Regions from separate parts of the Mus musculus genome. Here region 2 is linked to region 1. The links are chromatin contacts, called in public promoter capture Hi-C maps. All regions are on one chromosome and are shown on one strand. The core of a region is the stretch at or near the end of the contact, and the rest is flanking DNA. Distances in the headings are between cores, read along the strand shown.

What was found. Promoter capture Hi-C pulls out the DNA fragments that hold promoters and counts their contacts.
Region 2: a promoter capture Hi-C map of embryonic stem cells shows a contact between it and region 1, with 2.7 times the contacts expected there. A contact is called at or near these places in 9 of 39 promoter capture datasets (the 3T3-L1 cell line, 3T3-L1-derived adipocytes, the C10 cell line and 6 more), 8 of 484 Hi-C or Micro-C datasets (the N1E-115 cell line, embryonic fibroblasts, embryonic stem cells and 1 more) and 3 of 130 datasets of targeted methods (the NIH/3T3 cell line, a beta-TC-6 cell line and embryonic stem cells).

The regions. Positions count from the first base shown.
Region 1 is chr19:38,094,730-38,099,005 of GRCm38.p6, forward strand. Ffar4 (free fatty acid receptor 4) reads left to right here and starts at 2,350. Exons shown (of 3, transcript NM_181748.2): 1 at 2,350-2,964. The coding sequence starts at 2,398.
Region 2 is chr19:38,318,280-38,322,555 of GRCm38.p6, forward strand. The region is part of intron 2 of Gm9886 (a long non-coding RNA gene); the gene reads right to left. Among named protein-coding and RNA genes, the nearest start is that of Gm9886, 6.9 kb to the right of the region's middle.

The DNA of each region.
Region 1 (4,276 bases), core at 1,100-3,599:
CAAAAGCATTATATAGAGAAGATAAGGCTACTCAAACCTGATGCCTGATTTTGTGGATTAGGGTTCCAAAGGTGCGCCCATTCCAGCAGGCTGTCACTGTAGTGGGACCATCAGTCTTGGGTCAAGTAGTTCTTTGGTCTAGGAACACACAAAGGTGATAGGAATGGAGAAGGTTTAGGAGTCTCTGCCCAAATCATTTTACCATTGGCAGAACCCCAGAGGGTATTGATAGTGAAGTCCTTCCAGTCCAGACACACCACCCTAGTTGGTTAATTAGACTTGCAAATTTCAACAAGAAGGCGTAGGAATAGAATCTTTTAAAGGTGTGGGTTATCCTGAGAGCTGGTAAACTGAGAAGACAGCGGATGGACATCCTAGAAACATCTGCATTGGCTGGCAGAGCATATAAAGAAGTGGGGGGGGGGGGGTGGGCGTGGTGGCGCATGCCTTTAATACCAGCATTTGGGAGGCAGAGGCAGGTGGATCTCTGAGTTTGAGGCCAGCCTGGGCTACAAAGTGAGTTCCAGGACAGCCAAGGCTACACAGAGAAACCCTGCCTCAAAAAAAAAAAAAAAAAAAAAAACAAAACAAAAAAAAAAACAAAAACAAAAACAAAAACAAAAAGTGAGGGAGCAGAGCCCAGTTTGGCCCCTCTGGTCAGGTGCTCAGCCACAGTTGCTCTTTCTGGAGCTGTGTGGGCTCAGACAGTTCATGAGATGCCCAGTCTGGTTTCTGCTAGTATCAACCTTAAGCTCCTCCAGGAGCATCTGAGCTGCTGTGAGGTAGTTCACTCAGAACAAACAAACCATTAACTATGCAACTGGTGATTCCTTTTTTTTTTTTTTAACAATACAGAATATGAGTGTGATTTTATAATATAGAATGTAAGTGTTCCTTTCAGTTGTCCATTCTGATCTCTCCCTCCCTCTCTCCCTCCTTCCCTCTCTCCCTCCCTCCCTTCCTCTCCTTTCCTCCCTCACTTTTCCCACCTCTCTACACAGAGCTAGTATCTCTTGACCCCAATCAGACAGTTCCCAAAGTCCCATCTCTGAGGCCCCTTCGTTTCACTCTTTTTTTTTTTTTTCTTTTTCTTTTTTTGGCTTTTCCAGCAGTGCCCAGCCCCCACTGGTTCCACTTTCCAACTTGAAGCTACCCAAACCTCCAGCTGTGCCTCTCTCCCACTGACATAGGATCTGCACATCATGTTAGAAGTCACAGCATGTACTTGGAGTCACATGCGGGTGATAAGCAGAGGCGCACATGCATGCGCTTCCAGGCACCACCGTCAACTTCAACGGGCACATGCTGTTCTTCATAAATACCTGGAGACAAACCACCAGGCAGAATAGGCAGGAGGAGAGGCCTGGGGGTGTGGCAAAGGGAGAGGGCATGAGGTCTTAGGTGGTTGGAGTACTTAGAGAAGTGGTCTTTAGATCTCAGTCCCCAAACACACTTTTAACTGACTAGTTATCTCATTTTCTAGAAAAGGAAACCAGAAGCAATGGTGGGTGGTTTAATGGCAAGAAGGAAGTCTAGGGGTCCAGGAACGTCTATTAGTCACCAAAGGCCACCTTAGCAAAGTCATTCTCGCAGAGGCTCAGGTTTCTTCTCTAACAGAATCAGAAGGTCAAGTGCTCTCACCCTGGGAGCCTGAGGCACTTTCAAAGCTTGACTGTGCACCTGACCTCTCTCCCTCCCCTCATCCTCCCTCTCACCCCTCCCTGCACTTCCGTGCTGAGTATCAAACCCAGGGCCTCCCTCACACTAGGTGTATGCTCTACACAAAGAACCAAATTCTCAGGCAAAGTAATTCTTCCTATTTTGCAAACGCAAACAAACAAACTGGTATATAAGGAGATTAACTCACCCCCAAATCAGATAAACACTGGCCCATTACAAGTTGTTTTGGGATCAACCTCCTACCTATGGGATTTCTTTAGAGCAGTCTGAACTACACTGGTCCGCACCATTTCCCAAGTTCAACTCTGACACTCTTCGATCAGGGTTAGCTTAAGTAGGATTTCAGTAATCAGTGTCCATGAAAGATGAAGAAGGCGGCCTCGGGGGCGGGGGGGGGGGGGGGGGCGGGGCAGGGACAGGGAGGCGGAGATTCTTTAATTTTCTGGCTTAAGAGCACTTAGACTGCCCAAGGGTCTGAGGTCTCTGCCTTGGTGGCCACCTTCCCACCCACGGTGTTCAGGCCAGTGTTGCCAGGCACTTCCTCGTTCCGGTGCGCCCTGGACGCAGCTCCTACGCCCAGAGCCTGGGCAACTCGGGCGGGAGGGTGACAGAGGGGAGGTGTCGCAACCTCCTCCCTCCCTCTTTCCCCGCCTTGGCATTCAGTTACCTCGCAGATGAGCGCTCTCTCAGACAGCGGCGGGCGGCCGGGCGCCCGGCATGTCCCCTGAGTGTGCACAGACGACGGGCCCTGGCCCCTCGCACACCCTGGACCAAGTCAATCGCACCCACTTCCCTTTCTTCTCGGATGTCAAGGGCGACCACCGGTTGGTGTTGAGCGTCGTGGAGACCACCGTTCTGGGGCTCATCTTTGTCGTCTCACTGCTGGGCAACGTGTGTGCTCTAGTGCTGGTGGCGCGCCGTCGGCGCCGTGGGGCGACAGCCAGCCTGGTGCTCAACCTCTTCTGCGCGGATTTGCTCTTCACCAGCGCCATCCCTCTAGTGCTCGTCGTGCGCTGGACTGAGGCCTGGCTGTTGGGGCCCGTCGTCTGCCACCTGCTCTTCTACGTGATGACAATGAGCGGCAGCGTCACGATCCTCACACTGGCCGCGGTCAGCCTGGAGCGCATGGTGTGCATCGTGCGCCTCCGGCGCGGCTTGAGCGGCCCGGGGCGGCGGACTCAGGCGGCACTGCTGGCTTTCATATGGGGTTACTCGGCGCTCGCCGCGCTGCCCCTCTGCATCTTGTTCCGCGTGGTCCCGCAGCGCCTTCCCGGCGGGGACCAGGTGAGCGCTGGCTGCGTGCAACGCAACAAGTATCCAGGCGGGCTGCTGGTGGGAGGCAAGGATCTGACCAAAGCCGTGGGCCGGGGGTGGGGGTGGGGGATAGTGACTAGTAACAATAATAGGTCGTGGGTGGAATTGTATCCTTTTTGGCAGACCCAGTGCCCAATACTCTGGAGTTTAATTTCGTCAGTTTACCCACAGTGCCAAGTGGGTAAGTAAATCCTCACAAGTGTTAAGGGGGCCTTCCCGGACTTTTTGCAAACTGCAGAGACTATTATGAGGCTAATTAAGCAATGGGAGCTTACAGCCAGGTGGGACACAGGGTGCGAGGTGGCTTCTCACAGAGTTTCTGCTTTCTCTCCAAATGTCACGCTACTGTTATTATCGCATCTATTTAACAGACAAAGAAGCTGGGGCACCCAGCATCTTCCTTATTGCTGGGCTCCTGCTTAGAAGAGCAGTCTCAAGGAGAAATCCTACAGTAGTGGGATGTCCCCTGGGGGAAAGGTTCCTGTTCCCGCATATACTCTGACCAGAAATGCTGGTTATGTGAACCCCACTCACCCCCCTCCTCAGCCCCCAAACCTCCGAACACAGAGGAGGGCTTCCAGGGTTGGCAGTGTCCACAGACCAATCGCTTTTTTTTTTTTTTTTAATTGAGGGCAAGGGTGGATGAAGGCTACACCCTGACAAACGGTATCTTAAAAAAAAAAAAATCAACCCCCCCAACTCACAGAGGGGAGTGTTTGTTTGGTACTGACTTTGAATGACTAATAAGCAGAAACCAATCAGGCCTGTGACTCTTCATTAAAGAACACATAACCATGTGACCATGTGTACCTGGTGGGTACAGGTGATGCAGGGTTAACTGAGCTGATGGGTACTGCTGGCCTAGAAGAGACCAAGGAAGATCCCTCTTTCACTCCAGGCTTGTCCTTAGTCCAGATACACCTGAGCATCAGGGCAGGCCACATGGATGCTTCCAGAAAGCTCAGATCTAACTCCTCACCAAAGGGACCAGCTAGGTCACATGCATGTCCAGCTGGCCACATGTGGATACTAATGTGGATAGCTATGAACATGTCCCAACATGGATGGCAATGCTGTGACAGTCTCAAAATGTTGGGTAGCCCAATAAGGGGGCAGCTCTGCCTTCGGTTGTTTGTTTAAGCTGCACGCCCCCCCCCCAATGAGTTACAACAGTATTGCTGTATTTTTCATAGAACTTAGAGAATTTCTTGCTCTTAACACAGAAGCATTCCAATTCCAAGAATTAAGACCAAATAGTATATCTTAAATTTCCAGGTGGACT
Region 2 (4,276 bases), core at 1,237-3,736, 220 kb after region 1:
AGGACTGTCCTCATGTCTTTTCCAATTTGGAAAAAGTCTGTAGCTCTCTGTTGTAGAGGGTTTGGGGCAGGGTGGGGAAAGGGGAAGAAACTTAGAGGTTTGGAAGACAGTGAAGACGTGGCCAGATTCTGCGGAATAACTTGTTGAGATGTTCGAGATGAGGCTATGGAGCTTGCCAGTTTCCTCTCGCTTGGCTTTGCCTGGTTAGGGATCTGCAGGCAGCATTTGGTATGTTGGTGTTTGACAGGTGTGGCATTTTACTCACCAAATGGGAAGCATTTTTAGCACAGAATCACCAAAGTTTAGAGGGGAAAAAAGACTAGTATTTGGAATAGCATATGAATAAGCAGATACACTATGTTAAAAGACCAAATAGAAAAAGCTCTCTCAACAAAATGCTCATGTTCACCTTCATTTGTACCACAAAGCCAGAAATTTTGAGTATTTCCTAAAAGGAGATACATATGTGTGTAGAAGATGACAACTTGTGGAATCAATTCTCTCCTTCCACCGTGTGGGTCCTGGGAACTGAACTCAGGCCATCGGGCTTGGCAGCAAGTATCTGTACCCACTGAGCCATCTCTTTGGCCCATGCTCTATTAGCTCTGATGACATAAGGCTTCTATGATTCTGTGGATGGCCAGATTAGGAAGCTGATGTTAATTGAAGGCAGGGATTGAAAGAAAAGCTCCACTCTTCTTTCCTGCAGCTTGGTTTAAGATTTAAAAAAAAAAAGACTAGATATCTTCAGGAAAGCTAAGTTTAGAAGAAGCAAGTCTGAACTATGAGGAAGCCCTGAAGTTTTCATCTCAAGGCAAGGAGAAGGCAGCCACGCTGCCCTTTCCAAGGAAAGAGTCATCTGAAACAGGAGCTCACCAGCAGAAGAGAAAGTGGCTCCTTTTCCACATCAGCATCACTCTAAATTTATTTCCTAAAATGCAGTTTTCCATTTAATGCAGTGACTTCTGGCTCATGCCCATCTTTAATGGTCTCGCCACCTGCAGAGAATAGACTGAAAGTGTTGATGATGGAGATAAATTCTGAGAATGACTTTTGCCTGAGCGTTTGCCAATATGTAGGAAATGTGCTAAATAGATTTCACACATTTAATCACTTAATTATTGCAGTGATGTGTTTATCGCCCCTACTGTCCAAAGAAAGAAATGAAGATTCCAGACCTAGGGACACAAAACACAGCAAAAATGATGCACTTACTAACTTCAGGGGGCACAAGTCATGAAAGCATCACGTAACTTTTACTTCCTATGAATCTTTCCCTAGAAGATACTGCAGAGTGTTCCCCACCAAAACGAGAGAATAGACTGTCAAAGAAAGGGATGTGGGATCGGGATTTGAAAACAGAATTTAAGGCAGACGAGAAGGCAGTTCTAAGATTTCCTTTTTAAAGTTTCTGTTTGTTTGTATCCATGCACATGTACATGTGTGGAGGTTAGAGGACAACTTGGAGCAATCGGTTGGCTCCTTCCACCGTGTAGGTCCTAGGATTGAACTCACCTTGTTAGGTTTGGCAGCAAGCACCTTTATTTCCTGAGCCAACTTGTTGACCCTCATTCTGAAATGTCTATGCAGTCGGCAACAAAATGACCAGAAGGTAAAGGTGTATAGAAGCTTCCTGGGACGATGGGAGGGGGGGTCCCCAGGGTTAAAATGAAGTGAGAAGTTATTGATAACGTATTGTTGCTATTGAGCTTGAGGAGGGTTTGAGAATCAGTTATCAGATTCACCGAAAACTAAATAAGTACCAATGCAATTATTAGCTTCCGGGGAACAAGTCACGAAAGCAGAAAAACCGACTAATGTTTAGCAGGGACTAATATTTATATATTTGCAGTGATCTGAATACAGAATCTATGTGTGTGTTTGTGTTTACATATGTGAGTGTGAGCATATGTTTACATGTATGTATGTGTGCATGAGTGTACCTGCGTACATGCCTGCTTGTGTGTGCATGTGGGGGGCGGGGGACAGCAGAGGGCAATGCCATGTGTCCTCAATTCTCTGTTACTGCTTGAGACAGAGTCTCTCACTGACTGACCAATGAGCACAGGGGATTCTCCTGTCTCTGCCTCTTCAGCACTGGGTCCCAGGTTTGACAGCAGGACTGTCAAAGCTGGGTTTTCTTCTTGCGCTTATGTAGCAAACACATTACCAATTGAACCATTGCCCCAGCCCCTAAGTGTAATTCTTTAAATTTAACAATTACAAAACTTAACTTGAAGCCAGCATTATGAAACACTTACTCCCAGCTAATGTAACTGCTCCAATAGTTTAACCCAATCTGTTTTTTCATTCACCTATGTCGCTCTTATTGTCAACGTATCTGTTAGGCTGGAGAGCTTACATTCATTCCCTGAGGTCACAAAGCTTGAATGCAAGCTTAAGCAGCCCGTACTCTGGGGACTGCTGTCCCTGCTGTCATGGCCTCTATCACTGGTCCTGGGCCTAGGGAGGGAAATGGGAAGGGCCCTGGGAGATAGCGCTGAGAAATTTAAATCTCCACCCATTCTAATAATAAGTCAACAACTGCGTATCCAGGACAGATAACGTAAGGAATTTCAGCCCTTGCACACTACCCCAATTAGAATACAGAAGTAGGTATCATTAGAAACACAAAACAGCTGAAAGTCTCTGTTTCAGGAGACTGGAGAGGGGTGGGGAAGGGCTCCTGCTATTACTGGAATTGCTTTGTCTTTTTTTTTTTTTATGGTTGTAGAGACAGCTTTTCTCTATGTAGGACTAGTACACAGAACTCTGTAGTCCAGGCTGCCCTCAAACCCAGAGACCCTCCTGTCTCTGCCTCCCAAGTGCGGGGATTAAAGACATGCATCACCCCCAGCACTTTGTTTAATATTTAAAGGGACTTTCTTTTTAAAATATATTGTATACATTTATTTATCATGTACGTGTGTGTGTGTGTGTGTGTGTGTGTGTGTGAAAACACCTATCAAGAGTCCATTCTTTCCTTCTACCATGTAGGTCCTTAGGATTGAACTCAGGTCAGCAGGCTTGGCAGCAAATACCTTTATGCACTGAATCATCTTGCTGGCCCTCATGTGACCTTCATATAACACTTGAATAGCTTTTTCAGTGGGAAGTTTTCCTCATAAAGGAAAGGCAATAATAAGTCCCCTCCCCTTCCAGCTCAGCTATCTTGTGGAGACCATTGTTGGCTTGATGGTGGTTTTGCTGCCTCATATACCTATATTGAGGTCAGTATGCCAGTGTCCTGGCAGTCATTGATGACTGAGCCAGATGTGCACTGCTATGCTTACACTTGGGAGCAGCACACAGACCCCTTATAACAGATCTATCAACTAAAAGGGCTTACAGCATCTACCTAGAAGTACACTCCTAGTCACACCTACATCCTTGAATATTATGAAATGAAATTTGGTATTATTGATCATAAATAACCCAGGACTTTGAACTATCTAAATTCAGTCCCCTTTATTTCCAGCATTTCATAGTTAGCAACTTCTAAATCTTCTTCTCTCCCGGGGAGAAAGTTTAAAGGGCAACCTAGGAGTAGAGAGATGGCTCAGCAGTTAAGGGCACCTGGAGTCAGATCCCAGCACCCACAGCAGGTGGTTGCCTGTAGGATGGAACTCTAGTTCCAGCAGTGAAACTGATGCCTTATTCTGGCCTCCACAGCACCCCCCCCACATACATGGTGTACATAAACTCACATACATACACATAAAAATAAGAATTTGTAAGGGGACAGTGACCTAATGCTGATATTGGAGATGTCTACATTCTCAGCTACTTTGTCACGAATGCTACGGCAAGTGAGTCATAGCAGTAACAATTATTAGTACACCAGAGCAAGCAGCTTTGTCCTTAAAAGGCCCTTGAGTTGGAACAACCGCAATATGTGGTACAAGATGAAAAGATACCACTGCCTGACAACAAATCGAATAAGAACCAGATCATAGTTGATGATCTCAGACATCTTTCTGACTGTACTTTCGGGTTCTTCCCAGAAACAAACCATTAGCTGTTATGATAAATGCCAGAATCATTCATCCAGGCACGAGAGATAACGTCTACCTAGAAGCTTCAATATGGCTTCAAGCCATGGATCTTCACTGTAGGAGAGTCTGGTACCTGTTAAAGGGTTCTGAAGAAGGAGCGTTGAGCAGCATGACTCATAGCTTTTGGGAGGTGGGAGGAGGGGAGAGGGACATGGCTCAAGAAGAATAGATCTACATGTCCACCAGAGAGCTGCCAGCAGAACTGGCATGCTCATGTAGCT